Linked DNA regions of Mus musculus: region 2 is linked to region 1. The links are chromatin contacts, called in public Hi-C maps. All regions are on one chromosome and are shown on one strand. Each heading gives the region's core, a stretch centred on a gene start, on an enhancer-like site or on the middle of the called end of the contact. The rest is flanking DNA. Distances are from core to core; before and after follow the strand shown.

What was found. A called contact is a pair of places that touch in the nucleus more often than the background predicts.
Region 2: a contact with region 1 is called in a Hi-C map of the G1E-ER4 cell line, with 3 times the contacts expected there. The contact joins two enhancer-like sites. A contact is called at or near these places in 1 of 15 datasets of contacts at CTCF or cohesin (large pre-B cells), 1 of 484 Hi-C or Micro-C datasets (the G1E-ER4 cell line) and 2 of 115 datasets of contacts at active chromatin or transcription factors (embryonic limb bud and stem cell-derived neural progenitor cells).

The regions. Positions count from the first base shown.
Region 1 is chr4:14,954,445-14,959,117 of GRCm38.p6, forward strand. Necab1 (N-terminal EF-hand calcium binding protein 1) reads right to left here. Exons shown (of 13, transcript NM_178617.4): 12 at 3,382-3,473; 13 at 1-1,477. The coding sequence ends at 1,449. Among named protein-coding and RNA genes, the nearest start is that of Gm11837, 26 kb to the left of the region's middle. Within about 2 kb of position 1,842, at least 4 of the 459 cell types and tissues checked have an H3K27ac peak or open chromatin away from gene starts, as enhancers often do. A contact at or near this core is called in the G1E-ER4 cell line, where this site is marked.
Region 2 is chr4:16,165,643-16,169,997 of GRCm38.p6, forward strand. All of the region lies in intron 1 of A530072M11Rik (RIKEN cDNA gene A530072M11), which reads left to right. Among named protein-coding and RNA genes, the nearest start is that of A530072M11Rik, 3.7 kb to the left of the region's middle. Within about 2 kb of position 2,974, at least 105 of the 459 cell types and tissues checked have an H3K27ac peak or open chromatin away from gene starts, as enhancers often do. A contact at or near this core is called in the G1E-ER4 cell line, where this site is marked.

The DNA.
Region 1 (4,673 bases), core at 592-3,091:
TCTTGTCTTGCACACCTGTGACAGAAGAGCTGCGGCAAGCTCTGCTTCATACTGCTTGCCCCCTTGCAATCTGAATGCAGTGCATGTGTGCGTGTAAAAATTGCTAGTGTCTAACAGCTATGAAATTTTACATCGATTTATGAGGATTGAATATACAAAACTATTCCACAAAGTACTTAGAGATGGTATTCTCATCTCATAGTTATGAAATGAAATTTTCATTCAAACTCTCTATTTCCCTAGGTATTCCAACTGTTAAAAAACATTTTATGTATATTTTCCCTTAAGACTCAGAGATTTATAAGCATTTGTATGAGAGCATCACGTGATAGTAGTTGCATGTGTATTTTTGTAGCAGAGTCTATAAGCAGAACCTCTAGGGAAGAGTAGATAAGGGGGATAGTTTATCTTAGTTGCCTTAGGAAAGTTTACAAAATAGGTGTATTCAGTTGTAAACTTTTGTGCTTGTTTTAATTTCTTTATTCATTTGAGTTGAAGTTCTACTCTATTTAAAGTTCTGAATTTAAAAATCTTCATTTAAATTCAAGTGCTCATTTTTTATAAGAATAGCTATTTATATGGGTCGCATACCAAAGCCTTCTGACATAAACTTTAATTTCCCTGAAGTAAAGCTCTCCTCTTTGCTCAATAATGTCTAGCTTATATATGAGAATCATAATACTTACAAATAAAGGTTTTACATTAGTAAATGCCCTAAGTTACTATAGATTGTTCACTTGTAAAATACCACTTTACAACATGAGAGATAGACAGAGCTTCTATAGGCTATAGCCTAGGCTGTTTTATGCATTTATGTTAATATTAAAGGAATTATAAAGCAAATAGTTGGAGGACCATATGGAAAAAGAATGTTTCTCTCACAGAAAAATGTGTCACTGAAAAAAGTCACAAAGCACAAATGTAATCCTTTAGAGCAGTGGGTTTCAATGTGTGGGTTGCAACTTCTTTGGGGGTAGCATATCAGATATTCTGCATATCAGATATTTACATTATGATTCATAACAGTAGCAAAATCACAGTTATGAAGTAGCAATGAAATAATTTTATGGTTGGGGTTGTCACAATATGAGGAAAGTATTAAAGGGTCGCAGCAATCAGAAGGTTGAGAACACTGCCAGTTTACAAACCCTGGCCTATGTTTTAGAAGTTCTCACCTAGCATTTTTACCACAATTATCACATTTTATTACTTTATTTATATACCATTTTCATATATTTGGATTTTGTTATAATGATTGATCACAATGTAGCAGATCAATTGCCATCAAATATCAAGAGCAACAATTTTGCAGAATACACTTTAAAGAGTGTGCCAACACACAGTGAACAAAGGTATGCAGCTGATTGACGACCACAGAGAACTTCCCAGTTTACGTTTCAGATAAGAACACTTACACTTGGAACAATAAAGACATTGTGTAGGGACATCTAATTGTTGTTCAGGATCCACCATGAAGCTGAAAGGAGAAAAAAAATGATAATATGTGGTTTTAGGGCGGAAAAAGTCCAAACTGTAGAGACCATTTATCCCTTTATCTTCAGTCTGCAGAATTGCTTTTCTCATTTTAAATTTTAGGTGCTTTGAGATAAGGAGTTATTCCTGTGTAATTATACTGTGGGTTTTTGTACTTTGTTGTCTAAGACTTTATAATATATGAATATACGTAATATATTCATCTTTGTAACAAGATTATAAACACTTTGATGTTGCAATCTTCCTAATCTTAGCAGTTGTTAGGAAACAACATAATGTATTTCTATACCTGTTTCAGTCTAAGCAAATGGATGTATTACAAATATTATAAATGTGTTCCCCAATGAGTGTAAATATGCAAACATACCAATGGCAAAGAAGCCCCACTACAGGCATGGCTTGGTAAAGAGCAGGCGGCAAGGAGTCAGCTTTGTTTAAAGTTTCTGACTGCTTGTACTGGGACCTCCTTTCCTGGGGACCTTCTTCCCTCTATGGCAAGGATATTCTGGTTCCTTAACTGAGTACTTTACACGCCTCCTGTCTGTGTGGCGTCTGACAGTTGATGGGCCTGCATTGCTCTATTTCAGCATGCATCATTTGACTTTTGAGTTTCAAAGGGATATACTCTGGCTGGTTTCTATGCTTATGTCTGAATGGTATTTGGCTTACTTGAAATATATCTTACTTTTGTTTTTCTAAACATCATAGCTGCCATTTTCCGATTTTAGAAACTCTCAGATTCTCAGTTCTTATCTGTACATGTCCCCATTCAGAATGCATCTTACTGTGGTTCTGCAGTTGGCATCCCAGCAGGAAGGATCCTGGGGTGGGTTCTTTTCTTCCCTGGCCTGGGTCACTGTCCTGCTTGGTCAGTTACCACTCCATGATGGCTATTTCTATTCTAGCTGTCAGTTATTACTGATTCGACCATGTTGTTATCCATTTATAGAAACTCCAGGAACTCAAAATTTTTGTCCATATATCTAAGATACTCTCTACCTTCAAGTTGAGAAAGGTAACTTCTTTAAGTCTATAAAGCAAGTGTTGCTTCTAGTGATAACTATTTTGTGCTTTGAACTGTGTTTTATTTTATGTAAATGTGTGCTTTTTGTAAATATGTATATATTTCCACACATATAAAAACATATAGACATATGTTTAAACTGGATATATATACATATATATGTATATATGTACATGTATATATGTACATATATTTTAAACTGGATAGACAGCCTTTATCCTTAGAGACTATGTTTTTACTCTGTAGTTAGTTAGCTCCTAGCAAAATGCTCAGTCAGAAGAGGATCCCAGCAGTGCCAATAGCTAGCTTAAGTATCCCAGGAGCCCCACGGTCAAGCTCTCAATCGTACTCAGTAAATATATGCTTAGTTAGTGACTGAGTCAGTGGGTAGGCAGCAGGTGAACTTTCTCAGCAATCTTACGCTTTTCCCAGATTTATAAGACAATCTCATTCCAAACATGTCTCCTCCTGTTCTTTCTCCCACTTACAAACATCATTTTCATAACTATTATAATGAACTTTTCTAACATAATTCTATGATCACTTATTTCAAATTGCATTCAGCATACTAGATTGTAATAAGAAAGCATTTGAATACTTTTTTATGTATATAGGTTGACTTAGATTTTACTAAAATTGTGGTGACCAACTAACTACTAGCACTAGGTTTAATGTAGCTACAAACAAAAAGTCATTAAGGACAAAAGACAATAAAATATTTCTTTCCCCTCCTCAAATTGAAAATGAAGGAACAGGACAGAAAACACCACTGATTAAGTGTGGGAGATCATGCTGTCTTATAAGACAGGGCAGTGGTGGCAGCAAAGCACATAGAAGCATGGAGCACGCTCCAGGATAGTTACCAGGAACTAGCATGGTAGATGTGAGCTCTGGAGTTTCCAAGAAATCCACGTTGCTTCTTTGGAACGTCTTGCTGTAATTCGTCTGGAGGTGGCTGCAAAATGATTGCAGGTTAAAGCTGCACGTATTTAAACCTTCCTAGGTAGAGTACAGCAGAGATCAAATCCAACCTGATGTCAAGATTTGGAGTGGTTTGAACTAAATGCCCAGATATAGTCTGCTCTTGATGCTTATTTAACTTTAGTAGAATCTACAGAGTAGTAATTGTCACAAAATTTAAATGAAAGGCATTTAGGATAAGCATATTAGACATGCTACATTGGGAGGTAGGCTAAATCCCAGGAGAAATGGACAAATGAAAAGCAACTTGATATGTTCATATGTAAAGAACAGGAACTGTAAATTTTCCATGATTGGAGAATGAGGTGGGATTTAAACTATCTTTAACAAGGCCAGAATGCTTGGAGTTGCTGTCAGGGTCCCTGCCTGAAGTGCTATAGTTGGTACTGACTGTGTCTTCATTACTACACAGTGAGTGCCAATTATTTCTCACCAGGCAAGCACTCTGCTGCGTCCCTGGACTGCCCCTTGAAGCCACAAAAAACAATGTAAGATGAAATACAAATCAGTTGAACTTCCCAGACTTCTCTTACCTTTATTACTATATTTAGCACTTCCAAACACTGATAGTGAGAGTTATATTTTCTGTGCTACCTAAAATCACCAGGAACTGTTTATGTAATAGAATAAAAAGTTCCTTCATGTCATATTTAAAATTGCATATTTGTTAGTAAATTTACTAGATTGTGACATAGTACAGCACTGGAATACTTTTAAGTATAGGAGTTGAGTTACACTTAAATAAATTGTGATGACCAACAGCTACCAATATTAGGTTTATTGTAGCTAGAAACATAGTCATTAAGGACAAAAGACAGTAACATATTTCTTCCTCTCTCCAAATTGTCAAGAAAGGAACAGGAAAGAAAACACCATTGATTAAAGTGTGGGAGATCATGAAACAATCACTAAGTACAAAACACTATAAACTACCCCCTGCCCTCAGTTTGAACTATGTTAGCTCCTGTCACTACCCTGGAGCACGCTCTATGCACCCATGTGCTTTCTGCCACCTTTTTATTTTATTTTTTTAAAACATAGCATGATTTTCCACACTTTATAAAAAAAAAATTTTTTTTTTACATTTTTCCTCTCAAAGTTGGTTTGTAACTTTTTCCAATGTCTTTTATTCCTTTTTGTATTTTTTTGGTAATGTTTTAAGGACATTAAAAAC
Region 2 (4,355 bases), core at 1,724-4,223, 1.2 Mb after region 1:
ATACCGATCATAAGTGGGAAGGAGATAGAAACTGAAATCTGCTTTCCCCTGGAAGATTGGTAGTTGAGTGTTTTGGTGATATTGGGTGGGGTTTCTTCTCCCCTCTTTTTGCATTGATCAGTTTAAAAAGAGAGGTGTAGGTCCATAGTATCTCCCTGTGCAAGCTTTGACATATCCATGCTTTGCCTAGAACATGCCCAGGTAAGTCAGCCAGAAAGGTCACACTTTTGGGAAAGGCCAGAAGCTTGCTATCTTGTTGATTATCTACACACTGATTATTCCCTGTCTGCCTACTACCACTCCTCCAGACTAGCTCCCAGACTGCTGTAATCTCCAGGATTCCCTCCTCCTGGATACCCCTTGTTCTCTATATGATAGCAAGTCTCCCCACTTCTTCATGCGCACACTATTCTTGAAATTCTCTCTTGATGCTCTTCTGCTAATCTTGCTTTCCTCTGGGCCATGTCCAGTTAGCTTCCATTTCCCTTAGCTCTGGACTCTTCCAGATGCCCCAGAATGCCCCCCATACCCTTCTCTCTCATCCACAATAAAAACTTTGCTCCCAGATTTTTCTTGGTTTCTTTACTGTGCCCCCACTTACAAAGAACACAAGTATTCGTCACCCCCTTCTTCTTATAGAGAACATCTGACCACTTGTTTTAAGCCCTTGCTCCCTTGCTTTCTTTGCCATAATCAATTGTGCCTTCCAGCTCTGAGCCTAAAATATACTCTTCTTTCTGTAGGTTGCTTTTGCAGGATACTCTATCACAGCAACGGAAAAAATTTCTAAGGCCAAGCTAATTAAGATAAAGTCTAGGCCTTAATCAAAGATGACTGTTGATATAGGAAAAAATGAATCAGATGTGTCGGTATGTGCCCTAAATCCCATTACTTTGGAGATTGAGGCAGTAGGCTCCTGGGTTGGGGGTCAGCCTGTGGGCCTATGGTATCTAGTAGGACGCTCCAATAATAAAGAATAGATATTTAATACCAAGATAGCCATGCATAGAGGGACAACAGAGTGAAGATACAGGAACAAAGGCAACTGCAGTAAATCAAAAAATGACTGAAGTTACCACAGGCTAGGAGAGAGGAATTTAACCGATTATCCCTCATGGCTCTCAGAAGGAAAATTTCTGTAAACACTGAATCTGTTTTCCTTGTCTAATTTTGCTGATTCAAAATTGCTTTTCTGTCACTGTGACCCATTCCTTGAGAAAGTCTACCTGAAGGAAGAAGAGTTTATTTTGCCTTGTGGTTTCAGAGCTATGGTTCATGGTTGGTAGTACCACTGCTTTTGGGGTCCAACGAGCCAGGACGTTATGGCAGGGATCCTGTGTAGTGCAAACCTGTTCACTAGGAAGTATAGAGAAAAATGGAAGGAGAGGGACACTCTTTATCTTTCACAGACAGCATACTGGCAATGTCTGCAGTGGCCTGCTTTCTTTAAGTAGGGCCATGATTTCTATGAACCCCTTCATTATAAGCTGATCAATAGATTATCAATAAGTGAAGCAAGCCTCATGATCTAGCCACCTCTCTGTAGTGCTACCAGCTGGGAAGTAAGCCTTTAATGCATGGGCTTTTGGAAGGCCGCTTCATACACAAACCGCAAATTGTTAGTAGAATTGTAAAATATGTATTTTTTTCAAATTGTTTTAGATTATTCAGAATCATATCTTGGAATTCCATGTGACATTTTGTTTGTATCAATAGCTTTTAATAAATTGCTGAGTGGTACTGCACAGTGTGGGCATACTATAGTTATTTAATCATATATCCATCGAAGAACATTTTAGGTCATCATCATCATTATCATCATTATTATTAATTACTTTTGCTTTTTGAGACAGGGTCTCTCTACATAGCTCTGGCTCTTCTGGAACTCACTATGTAGTTCCCGGCTGGCCTTGAACTCACAGAAATCCAACTACCTTGCCTCCTAAGTGCTGGAATTGAATGTGTTTGCCATCACAGTTGGCCAAAATTCCTAATTTAATTTATTTTTCTGTGTATTTCTGTACACCATGCTTGGTACCCACAGAAGCCAGAAGAGGGAGTACCTTCTGGAGTTACGGATAGCTGTGAGTTGCCGTCGGACGCAGGGAATGTTCCTCTGTAAGAACAGCCAGTGCTCTTTAACTGCTGAACAATCTCTCTAGCCCAACAGTGTCATAGGAAAAAGCTGACTATAAGGTTAGAACGATAGGTCAGAATACCAATGAATCACTCCTTTGTTGATCTCCATATACTCTCAAAGCAGGGAAATATAAGATAGAATTAGCTGAGGTAACCGTGTTTAATAATTTCTTCTTGATAAATGAAAAATCTTTCTAAATGCAACTATATTTTAGTCCTCAAATTATGTTTGGCTTATTATGGTAAAGAATACAGAGAAGATAATTTACTTCAAAATCCCCTTATTTTGATGAATAGAAAAGGGAGATAAACAGTACTGAATACCCACTATTTCATTAGTACATTTAGTTGCCTATAAATACTAGAAACATGTGATTTTTAAATGTGTCTTAAATAGGTATGGTGTATGGCATTCAGTTGATATTAAGAGGTGTGCAAATGAAAATTGGACCTGCCTGGTAATGCATAACTCCAGCCCAATACTCCAAGGCAACACATCTAATAGACATTTAATATACTGTTATCCCAAGTGCTGGAAGTAATAATAAGAATACAAATGTTGTCTCTGCATTCAAAATGCTTTGACTGTCCTAGGAAAGATCAGATGCCAGAACATGCTCACAAGGTCGTGTTTTGCTGAAAGTTCAGGCTTCTCCTTTCAACATCAGGAAAAAACCATGGACAGATTAAGAAAAGTGGCCTTCATAGTGATAGTGTGAATTTCCAGAAGTGACAGTTTGTGAGCTGCAGGGTTGGGATGTTGGAGCACATGTATTGGGCTCAGAGTCCATTTTCTTTCTGGGAACTGCTTTCATTCGATGATAATCTGTTTTCACTTTCACTTTGTACAGTGTCTAATGAGAGAAATAGAGTGACTAGGGGAATTCCCACATGCAAAAAGATGGTGCTGGACAAAGAATCATTAGTACAAAATTTTCCTGGGAATTTCCATTTTCCTGTGGGATTTTATTTGGCAGGTTTCTCGAAATGTGCAGGAACGTACATATAACTAGTTGGCTAGTCTAAATCTAGGAATTTCAGTGCCTGAATTTAACAGAATAGTTTGCTTTTCTATTTTTTTTTCCATAGCTCAAAAATCACGTTCCCTGTCATTCCAAAGTTATAAGCAAGACATGCTGAGTTATACTACCTTTTAAGGCACAGTGATTTTCTCTTTAGGAAGCCAGTCTGTGAAAGAGGATGTGAGCTTAGTACCCTTTTAAAGATCCTGTTTGGGGCAGAGACAGGACTGTGGACAATAGGCAAAGCTGTCCCTACTGAAGTAGCCTGTGGCGATTAGGTCTTAACAGAGAAGGCTAGCACAGCCTCGAGGAAGCAGGAAGTGTGATTAATCAGAGATCCAACACCAGTGGTCTAAGAGATTTCTCGGGAGAAGTTGAAGTGTAGCTGGAAAATACAAAGCACCATGAAGCATCTGTGACCCAATATTGTTCCAGAATTGTTAAAAGGAGCTGAAGTATGCAGCTTCCCAGGGAAGTATTGCATCACAACTCCAGAAGGCAGGCTTTATATCAAGGAGGGGTCATTTGCATGACATACATTATCTATTGAACCTCTGGAGGTAAGAGAAACCCCCCTCTGCCCCCCACATACTTGAACTGTTCTGAAGCTCAACTTACACAATGATTATTAAAGAAAGGGCTTTAAATTAAGCTCAACAAGGTAGCAATGATAGCTACTATTTTCTTACCAGCCCTGCCATTTAATCAAAACTTTCTTATCTGGTTTGAAAAACAGGAAAACAAGTCTCTGCTAACCAGGAGCTTTCTAAGTACTTAGCTTGAATGTATGCTCTCCTGAGGGAAGGTAAACACTTCCACAGGACACTAACCTCAGCTGAGACAACTTAGAGCATGTAGTGAAGCTGGACAGAAATAGATTCTTCATGGGAATCTTCATGGGAATGTCTGAATAGGCAAAAATATGAACATTACCAACCAAGAAGATGAGCAAATGCTCTCCATTCCTTGCTAACAATGAGTGATCACTGCCCTTTTTTCCAATTATGGCACTACCTCGGCTTTTGTCTTTCAGTGACTGGATAAGAAAGTTAAGCACTCAATCAAAACGATCCCTCCTCCTAGACAGTATCTAGTCTGAAGAGGATACCCATTTCCTTGGATGCTCCCTAGGCTCAACTCCTATAGGAAGTTCTTCCTAACAGGGTCTTATTGAGATTCCCTCTGTGTCCCTAG